2 separate regions of the Sus scrofa genome follow, and region 1 is linked to region 2. Evidence: chromatin contacts called from public Hi-C data. All regions are on one chromosome and are shown on one strand. The core of a region is the stretch at or near the end of the contact, and the rest is flanking DNA. Distances in the headings are between cores, read along the strand shown. Region 1 has its middle 150 kb from the start of SOX11. Region 2 holds the start of SOX11 (transcription factor SOX-11).

Region 1 (5,472 bases), core at 744-3,243, 150 kb after region 2:
CATTTGGGTGGGGAGGCCAAGATGGTAGGTTCAGGTTATGGCAGCATCCTTTGTGGTCCTGGCTGATTCAGGTGTGTGAGAAGGTCCATGGTGCTAGATTCCAGGGATGCTTTCAGAGAAGAAAAGAAAGGGCGGGCAAGAGTGCTTTGGTTGAGCTGAAGAACTTGCATGGAGGGTGGTAGGAAGTTGGAGTATGGAGAAGGGGAAGCTGAAGGGGGAGCATTTGAGGGGTTTCCTCTTGCCCCACCTGGCTGGGCTGGAAGTTACCCTTGAGAAGTAGTAAGAGGTAATACTTACTTACTCGTCCTTTATGTAGACTATTTTGAAAGGACTTAGAACAAAAGTGGACTTCATTCTGTGTCGAGGGACAGACTTGGAAGACTTCTCAGCAGGAGAGGGACCTACCAAAGAAGGCTTTAAGGAGCGCTGCTCAGAGGCAATTTAACCTTGGGTCCTTTAAAGGTAGCCTGGAGGATGCAGATGACAACGAGTTAGGAAATCAGATGGTGCTGTGCTGACTGCAACCTGACAACCTCGTTTCTGAGCAGGCTGGGGGAGGGGAGCTTTGGCATCAAACAAAGTCTTACGAGGACACTTCAGGCCTTGATAAAGACAGGTGTGTGTGTGCCACGTTTATAAAGTCAGTCCTTGGATGGCAGACAGGAGAGGATTTCCTCTTCCTCAAAATAGTCATCAGTATGGATTTGGAGTGGCAGAGCCCGTGGTGCCTGATATTCGGGGTCTGCTTGGTGAAATGGAGCAGCAGAGAGAAGCACACTGGCTGATCTGCCTATGAGGTTCCATCCTCTACGCCTGACAGCACCCGAAAATCCCAAAGGGCCCCCAAACATGGGTACCAGGGTGTATACATTGAGGAGAGGAGTGAGAGTGCTCTGGCTGTGCCCTCTGTGGACACTACACACACCCTCTCACACACACACACTGCATCACATAGACACACCGCATCACGCACTCTTCATCACAACTTTATCACACACACTGCATCGGATACACACATGTATCTATGGCTGTCGTGTTCCTGAAAAAAAATTAATGCATGAAATTAAATAATAAGAAAGTACCAGAATATCTGTATCATTTTGTTGTGGGAATTACATTTCCTCTTAAAACTAAAAGCCCTCTGGGGGGGGGTGGCCAAAAAGATAAATGGAAGATAGAATAATAAAGTTGGAAAAGAAATATTTATTTAAATATTAACAGTTGCTCTTTTAAAATGTTCCTTTTTCCCTACGAGGGTCCAAAAAGTTATCTTTAAATTAGCAAAATTAAAAAAAAATATTAATCACAAAACTGAGGTCATGTGTCTTTTAAAATTTGATCTTTCTTAAACTAATATATAGTAGGTTGGATGTGTCAATGGTATTAACGGTGTTTTGTGCAAAAAAAAAAAAAAAAATTGATCTTGCTGAAGGATTTCTGTTCAAATACATCTTAATGATATTGACACCCATGTAAACCGGCACCAAGCAACCCAAAGCTGTGTTTGACGATTGATCCAAAACCACCACCGGGATTGTTTTGCTTGGGGTGTCGTTTGCTCGCCTTATTGTTTTGGTGTTCTATAATTCACATCTTAGAGATCTTTTAAGGAAGCTGCCCTTAAGAATTAGAAAGAGAAACCATGGTTTCCACTTTAAATTCACAGCAGCGCATGAGCTCTGCTCTGCTGCTCCACACGCACAAGCGCCTATTTATAAAATCAGGGACGCTGCTCTCAGCGGGTGGCAGCGGTGCCTGCAGCTGTCCCCCAAGCAGACGCATGGACAGTCGTCCCACCTTCTGGGAGACGGACCCGGGCCCCCACAGAACACCACCTCCAGGCAGCCGGCCTCCGAGTCAGAACTGCTGGAAATCCCTCCGGGCCCCACGGGACTCGGCCTTCCCCGCGGAACAGCTGTAACGCATTTATTTCTTTGGAGCGCGTCGGGCCTGAGCTGAATGGACTACTGTTTAGAAGTGTTTGGACCGGTCTTTCCCCTGGAAGCCTGGCCCCAGACAAGCCAGGCCAAACGCTGAGCCCTCTGAGCTCAGGGGGCTGTGGCCTCTGTGGGGTCGGATTTCAGGATTTCAGCTCCAGCCTGGAAAGGCAAACAAAGGCACACACCCAGTGCACTTAAGCATCTGGCGGCCTAGGTCACAGGGCTGAGGGCGGCCGTTCCTCATCCTGGCCTCTGGAAACGTTTTGGACCTAAAGCCTCTGTGACGGAGCAAACTCCGGTTGTCTGGGGCTCCCTCTGGACTCCTCTGCCCCCCTCTCTCCCTCCTGCCCCATCTTCCGCTCGCATCTAAAAATACCACCCCAAAGTCAAGTGGAGTTTTGGAGCCTGAGCAGCAGGAACAAATGGTCTTCTTTTTCTTTTTGAGACGTTAAAATGATTGCTTTCCTCAGTCTCAGAATATTTCTCATTCCTCCTGCTGCAGGGGAAGCGAAGGATGCATGCGTCCCAGAGGTTGGAGGGATGGCGGCATTTTAACAACAGGTTGGGGATCCCATCTCCAAAGACCTGCTACCCCAGGAGGTAGTGGGAGGTGGCAGAAAACAGCCCAGCCCCAAACCCTGAGGGCACTTTAGGCTGGTGTTTCTGCCACCCACCTCTTAAAAGTTCCTGGTACTGTTAAGTGGAAAAGGAGCAGGTGACAAAATTGTACCAAAATAGTAAGTTTTTCTTTGGCTGATTTATTTGTCAATAAGTAGGACATGAAATTGTATTTCTGGAAACAAGTGGGAAAAAAGAATAAAGACAGAAATACCCGAAAATGTCAGCAGTGATTTTTCTGGGTGGTGAGCGTGTGTGTGTGTGTGTGTGTGTGTGTGTGTGTGTGTCTGTAGACAGATAGATAGATATAAAGTTTTCAGTTATGTGTATAAGCTACTTTTATAATGGAAATGCATAATAGCTTTATTAACGTTGGCTTTTTGTTCGAAGCTCTGGGAAGGAGATGGGATAATTGCTCCCTCACCTTAAGCAGCAGATTTGATTTCGAGTTAAAGAGGTTTAAGAGACACTTCAGAATAAAGAATTAGGGCTCATCTCAGAGCTGCAGGTGGAGGAACCTGCACTTTTGTTCCCAGGTGAGCTTCTCATTAGAATCACAAAGAGCCCCCTGGCCCCCCCGGGGAAAGTGAGACCCTAAGATCCTGGGCTGAATAACAAATGCAGAGCACACCTCCCCCAACTCCACAAAAAAAAGTCATAAAAAAAGAAGAAAGTCCTGGGAGCGAATGTCAATTAACATACATTAACATCATAAATGGACATTAAAATGTCCTAACCCTTATTACTGAATTAACAATTTCTGATTGAATTGATAAAACCTTTCTCTAAGTCTTTATTGATATCCTTTTCTCTCCTTTCTCCATCTGGAAAATCTCAGTGGAGCCATAAAGCAAGTGAAGGGAACAATTTACCATTGCAATTGAATATATGTGAAAGTCTACAAGCCTAAAAAAATATTCAGTGATAAGATGCATATTAGTTCAATGTGTTGGCTGAAGATGCTTGCTTTATTTGAGGTATTCATTTGATTCATAAGGATCAGTATAGGAAATTTTCTTTTAAGTGAAATTTTTTTATTCCAGCGAGTCAAATATATCTTACTACATACATAAAATATATTAAATATTACAATATAAATATATGCACCTAAATTATTTAATGTATACTAATGCAATCAATCAATTAAATTGTAATATAATCAATTACAATAAATGTAAATATATCAAGAAAAGCCATCATGCTTTAACAGGCTCATCTTTAACTTGAGGCTTTATTCAAAGTCATAGTCCATACCTTAAAAAATGCATTTCTATTTAAAAAGTGAAATTGAGGCATTCCTGCTGTGGTACAGTGGGTTAAGAATCTGCAGTGGCTTGGGTTGCTGTGGAGGCCTGGGTTCAATCCCTGGCCTGGGGCAGTGGGTTCAGGATCTGGCATTGCCAGTAGTTGTGGTGTAGGTCACAGCTGAGGCTTGGATTGGGTCCCCTGGCCGTGGAACTTCTATATGCTGTGGGTGGGTGAGACCATTAACAAAAAATGATATAAAATAGATAAACAACAAGGTCCTACTGAAAAAAAAAAAAAAAGATTCCTGAAGAAGTTGGCAGCTAAACCGAGAGATATGAATGCAAGCTGTGATTGTCATCTAGTTTTGAATAGAAATCTATGGCTCGATGGGAATATTGATCAATATGTGGTGGTCAAATCTCTAACTAAATTTGTTTTCACTTCCATGGGAGGCCTTTTAAAAATTAGTCTTGGAAAATGACTCAATGAAGCTCCCTTGGTCAGGGTGAAATTAACATTTGAAAATCCAAAGAAAAATAAAACTTAAAAAAAAAATTTTGTCTCCTAAGCCTCGCTCATATCTTGGGCAGCATCTTTGAGCTCCCTGGGTAGAGAACCCCCAACCCATGTGCTTTGATAATAAGAATTTCCCAGCGGACTCTGGCAGCTCAGTCCTGGAGCCTGAGGCCAGGTTAATGCACAGGGGAGGGAATTTCAAGGAACTCCGTTTTCTTTTGTCGTTTCTGTTTGCTTGTTTTTAAACTTTCAATTCTTTTTGTCTGAAGTTTATCTGACTTGAAGTTGCTTTCGTATTCCCTGGCCCTTCCACTAGTGTCTTTCAGCTTCTGCCCCAGAGACTTCTCCGGCCCTGAACAGTTTTGTCTCAGTAAGAACTGCCAAAATGTGCCACACAGGAAAACCTTGCATGTGAAAGCAGAAGAAATCACATTCATTCCAGCAAAAACAGGAGCACATTTGTAGTTTAGGCTAATCCCTCTTTATGCCATGTTCAGGGCACTTCATAGATTCTCAGAGTTGAACGGCAATCTGGAAATGTGGAAATGGCTCCTTTTTTTTTTCCTGCATAAACTGAGATGGGTGAAGAGAGAAACCAATGACACCAGGACAGATGATAATTGCCCAAACTTGAACCCAGCTGCCGTTTAGCTGCCTCTTGCAAACAGACTCCTTTTATCAGAGTCTGGTTTTGAAGCAGGTCTGTTTTCCATTAGCCTGCAGTGGTAACAACTCTAACTGGGGACCCCGCTTTGTCGATTATTCCAGTACTGTGTGGACTCGGGTCCCAAAGCCTGAGGCTGCTGGTCAGTCTACAACCTTTGCACAGCCCAATATAAACTTTTCTTTAGGACATGGTCTGGGAAGACACCTGCCCTGATAAAAAGCAGCTTCTTTCAGTGGAAGACCTGGGATAAGAAAGTGGAAATTAGAAACTTGGAAAAAGATACTTGAGGATCTTGGGGAGGTCAGAACCTTAGGGTCTCAGGGTCCCCAAAACACTGGGATGAAAGGCTTCCAGTGGGGTTGGGGTGGACCTGATCATCCAAATGTCCAGGAACAGATACCTGTTCTGCACAGATTTCATTAGAGTAAAATAATCTAACCAAAGGAGCAGTGATTCCTGACTTGGGGAAAACCGGATAAATGC
Region 2 (5,151 bases), core at 1,773-4,272:
TACATATACAATCTTTAAACTAAGATAACAGCTCTGAGGTCTATATCACCATTTTCAATAAATCTTTACCTACAAATATTGAACAAATCTCTACTATAGCTGTACAAAAAAAAGTTTGCTTTTTTTTTTTTTTAAACCACAAGGCCTTTAGATGCAAGGATTATTTTAAAATTTTAATCCTTTTTAAAACCAGGACATAACGTACCAACATACTTGCATGCTAAAAAACAGAGGAAAAAAAGAAATCAAAAGGGAAGAAGTGCCTGAAAGTCTTACTGAAAAAACACAGCAAGAATGTTCCCTTTTCACTGTACAAAAATACGCCTGAAAATATATTAATTTTTAAAAAAGACTGAGGTCTGTTATGTATCAAAAATGTTTCAATACCTTTTGTACTGAGGTCTAGGCTGTCTGGTATTCAATCAAGGAGGTATAAGGGAACGAGTTACAAAAAAAAAGTTGGCAAGTAGAAATCACATTTGTAAAACCATAAACAATTTGATCTGAAAAGTAAACTCTGATCTTAAGTCAGTTCACAGTTTTTTTTTTTTTTTTGTAAGCGTTTGTACAGTCTGCATTTTTTCAAGCTCCCTGCAGTTTTGTTAAGAATCGGATGCATAGAAGACATCAGTTTTCTCCCTCCAAAAAATAAAATAAAATAAAAAATTTGCCATGGTCCCTTTTTTTGTTTCTGTTTGTTTGTTGTTTTTTTTTTGTCTGTTTTTTTAAAAATCACCAGTTCTTTAAGATCGCTTAAGAAAAAAACCCCAAAAATCTCCAACCAACTCCCTAGCGTTAACAGTTGTGCTGCCAAAGGGTCGATCCTCTGCAGACGTCTTCCAGACTTCAAAGACCAACAAGCTTCCAACAGCGCCTTCCGGAGCGGGTCCTCCCTCCCCTCCCCCGCCCTGTCCCCTCCGCCTTTGTTGCCATCGCGAATTTCAGGAAAAAGAAATCGTAATTACAAAAACACATTTGAGGGGGAAAAAAAAAAAATCACAACTCCAGACTAGGTATGCAACTACCTTGAGACACGATAAAGGAGGGGGGGGACAAAAAAAGGACAGGAAAAAATGTTTTAAAACTACTCATTTCACTTTAACTCCACCAAAATTTTCATCTTTTTCAATTTCTTTGTGTCACGACATCATATCAATATCAGCATCTTCTCTCCCCCTCCACCCTACCACCACCACCATCGACACCACCACCACCATCGCTATCATCAGCATCATCACGACCACCTTCCTCCCAAGGAACCCTGCTCTGCACCCGCCGAGAGAAAGAGCGAGAAGCGGGGCGCCTCTCTCAATACGTGAACACCAAGTCGGAGAAGTTCGCCTCCAGCCAGTCCCCCGCGATCATCTCGCTCAGCTCCGGCGTGCAGTAGTCGGGGAATTCGAAGTGGGAGCCCAGGCTGCCCTCGCTGAACGAATCCAAATCCTTATCCACCAGAGACAAGGACAGGTTCCCCGCCGCCGCGCCGCCCCCCAGCTGCTGCTCGCTGGCGCTGTGCGCGCTTTGGGAGAAATTCAAGCTCAGGTCGAACATCAGGTCGTCGGCGTCCTCACCGCCGCTGCTGCTGCTGCTGCTGCTGCCGCTGGACGAGGAGGACGAGGAGGTGGAGACAGAGCGCGAGGACGCGGGCGAGAGCGCGGGCTGCGCCAGCGGCGGCGGGTGCTGCTTGGTGATGTTCTTGAAGCTGTAGTAGAGGCGGCTGCCGCCCCCGGCGCCTGAGGTCGCGCCGGCCCGCACCTCGTCGTAGAGGCTCGCGCCCTCGGGGGACTCGGCCGAGCTGCTCAGCGTGGGGCTGGCGGGCACTTTGGCGACGTTGTAGCGTCTCAGCAGCTGCGGCGGCTGCTGCCCGGGAGGCTGCAGGAGCTGCGGGTGCGGCGGCTCCTCGTCCTCCTCGTCCGCCTCCTGCTTGATCCGCAGCTGCAGCTCGTCCTCGTCCTCGTCGTCCTCGTCGTCCTCATCCAGGAACACGCACTTGACCGTCTTGCCCGCGCCGCCGCCGCCCGCCCCGCTCACGCGCAAGCTGCCGAGCACGTAGTCGTCGCCCGCGCCGCCGTAGTCCCCCGGCTGGGCCGCCTTGCCCGCGCCCGCCTTGGCGCCGCCGGCCGCGGGGGCCGCGGGGGCCTTGAGCTTGCCGCATTTCTTGCTCGAGCCCTTGGAGGTCTTGGCGCCGCCCGCGCCGCCGCCCGCGCCCCCGCTGCCGCCGCCCGCCGCGTTCTTCTCGGGGCTCTGGCTGGCGCTGGGCTTGGCCGAGGGGTCCATTTTGGGCTTTTTCCGGGGCCGGTACTTGTAGTCGGGGTAGTCGGCCATGTGCTTGAGCCGCAGCCGCTCCGCCTCCCGGATGAACGGGATCTTCTCGCTGTCCTTCAGCATTTTCCACCGCTTGCCCAGCCTCTTGGAGATCTCAGCGTTATGCATGTCCGGAGACTGTTCCATGATCTTCCTGCGCTCGATCTTGGACCACACCATGAACGCGTTCATCGGCCTCTTGATATGGCCCGACGCCGTCTTGCACCAGTCCGGGTCGCTCTCGTCCAGGGCCACCGGGCTGCAAGCCATGAATTCACCCTCCTCCGTGTCCAGCGCCTCCCGGGGCAGGTTGCTCTCCGCTTCCAAGCTCTCGGCCTGCTGCACCATGATCCGCTTTGGGGCTGGGCGCTCCAACCCGGGCCGCTCGGTCTCGTGCGGAACTCCCCCTCCCCCTCTCGCCCCTCCACCTTCCCGGGCAAGTTGCAAAGTCCTCGGCACCCCGCGTCTGCGGCTCCCCCCCTCCCCCCCGCCCCCCCTTCCAGGCTGCACACAGCGGCTACGGCGGCTTCGGCGGCGACGGCCGCCCGCGCGCGGGGAGCTGCAGCCCCGACCGGAGAGGCGGCGGCGGCGGCGGCGGCGGCGGCGGCGGCGGTGGCGGCGGCGGCGGTGGCGGTCGAAGCAGCCCGGGACCCCTCTCTCCGGCTCGTGGCTCCCGCCGCGAGCGCCGAACCCCGAGCACTCCCAGGCGCGCGCGCTCCTTCTGCAAAAAGTTGAGGGCTCTCTCCCAACTAGTTATCAGGGTGTCATATGGGTGACATCACTCCCCGGCCCAGCCAATGGCTGGGGGCCGGCTCCGCCCATCTCCCTTTATTAACTCCCCGGCCCCTCCCCCTTCCCCCGCCCTCGGGGCTGCTTTGCAAAGATGGGGGGTGGGGGAGAAGGAGGAGGCATGTCTAGAAATATGTTATTTTTAAAAAATCCGCTTGTGTGCACAGATGCGCCTCTCCTCGGGATGCTCGGGAGCCGCGCACCGGCCCGCGGCGCGCTGAGCTGGCGCGCGCGGGGCCAGCCGGGCTGGTCCTGGCGCCGGAGCCAGCCCAGAACCAGGTCCCGGGAGAGGCCCAGCGCCCCTTTGTGCCGGGTGCCCGTGAGGCCCGTCGGTGAGAGCAGATGAGGCGCGCACACTTCCCGCGCGCGCACGCTCGGGCACGCGCACGGGCTAAGAGGGCGGGTGCAGCCCGGCCCGCCCGCCTGGGCGCAGCTGCTCCCCGGAGCGCCCCCGGGGGCTCAGCCGCTCCCCCGCGCCGCGCATCTCCGGAGTCGGCTCCGGGAGCCGGGCGGACGGAAGGTGGCGCTTTAACACAACAACCTTCCTGGGGCACGTGGACTCTTTCCTCCTCTTCCCTTTCTCCTTTTCTCTAAGGCAAAGATATGCTTTCAAAGCTCGAGAGGCTGTATTTCCCCCTTCCCCGTTCGCATATTCTGTTTTGTCCTTTTTCTCCGTCTGTTTTCCCTCCTCCACGGTGTTTGGAGACGCCGCGGCGTGGGTTTGGCTGCGCCCTGTGCCCGCGGGCCCCGCCCCTGTCGGAGGCCGGAGTAACGGTCTTTGGGGTTCGGCTGGGGCCAGGTCCTCGTCTTCAATCTAACCACCCAGGCTGGTTCTAAACCGGGTCCTGGACCTGAGAGGTTCCACACAGCCCCGCCCCTGCGTCACTCCCCCCCCCCGCCCCCGTCCCTTCCCGTCTCCTCCCTCCAGCTCCCCCACTCCTTCCCGGGCCTCCTCTTCCTCTTTGTCCCCTCCCCCTGTCGCGGTCACCAGCGTCCTCCAGAGCAGCCTGGTCCTGAAATCTAGCGAGGAGCTAGCCTGCCTTCTGGGTCACTCGCTATTGTAGCAGAACAACTTGGGCCAAAAAGAAAACAAGGAGCACCCCAAGTCTGGAGTCGAAATATTTCCCTCCGACAAAGGTGGGACCGACTGCTCTAAGAACATGGACACGGTGCGCACCCGAGCTGATGGAAAACCCGTGCCCCATGGGTCTCGCTCTGCTACTTCCAGATCTGTTTTTCTTTGTGTGTATTTTGGTCGCTGTTAGCCATCAATGGATATTCTGGAGGCAATTAACAGAACCCGCGGCTTCCTAGGCCTTTTCTGTCCTCATCCTCATCTTCACACCCTCCAGCGTTGGGGAGCTGGCACTTTGAGTGGTTCCTAAGATACTGCCCAGAGGACTTCACAAGAAAAGTCAGCTGCTTAGGACTAGTAAAATCACGCCAGCCTGCTTTCTGTCAGGTGCCTTCTCTGGGAAAAAACAAAACAAAACAAAAAACAACCATTACCTAAGCATTGCAGTGCTTCTGACGTCTTCGACGTCTTCAGTAACATAAAACGGTACCATGTTTTCACAGATCTTCTTTTTTTTTTTTAATTGTCACGATCGCCATACCCTCCCCCACTTCTGTCCAACCTAAAGAAAAAGAGGACGTCAAATGCGTGCCGTATTCTGGCCAATAATGCTGGCAATTTGTTTTTTAAGGGCCAAGGGAACAGAAAGAATTTATAGTCATGCTTATGGGGTAACCTGAAGTCTGGAGATGTGTAACGCCCAGCGTGTGCAAATTCATCTTCACTCCCACCAGGCCAGCCCTGAATCTTGTTTTCCTCTCACCTCTCACGTTTCCCAGCTCTTCCAGTTCTTGGGAAATCACAGGAGGTGGGGGGAGCTGTGTGGGACTCTGCACCTCTCTTCCTGCAGCAGAAGACAATGCACACTCTAGCTAGAGGGCTCGAAACAGTTCAGCTCAGTTGCAGTATTTTCATGCATACTAGGAGGGCCCCTAGCATTGTACATTCTGAGAGAGAATACGTTTGAAAATCCCTGGCAAATT

What was found. Hi-C and Micro-C count contacts between places; a contact is called where the count stands out from the background.
Region 1: a contact with region 2 is called in a Hi-C map of epiblast stem cells, with 2.3 times the contacts expected there. The contact joins the enhancer-like site here to the promoter of SOX11 in region 2. A contact is called at or near these places in 3 of 47 Hi-C or Micro-C datasets (epiblast stem cells, fetal heart ventricle and fetal skeletal muscle) and 1 of 2 datasets of contacts at active chromatin or transcription factors (skeletal muscle).

Annotation. Positions count from the first base shown.
Region 1 is chr3:129,943,663-129,949,134 of Sscrofa11.1, forward strand. No RefSeq gene overlaps it. Among named protein-coding and RNA genes, the nearest start is that of SOX11, 150 kb to the left of the region's middle. Within about 2 kb of position 1,994, at least 11 of the 83 cell types and tissues checked have an H3K27ac peak or open chromatin away from gene starts, as enhancers often do. A contact at or near this core is called in epiblast stem cells and fetal skeletal muscle, where this site is marked.
Region 2 is chr3:129,797,546-129,802,696 of Sscrofa11.1, forward strand. It overlaps SOX11 (transcription factor SOX-11), which reads right to left and starts at 3,023. Exons shown (of 1, transcript XM_003354937.4): 1 at 1-3,023. The coding sequence starts at 2,652. The coding sequence ends at 1,309.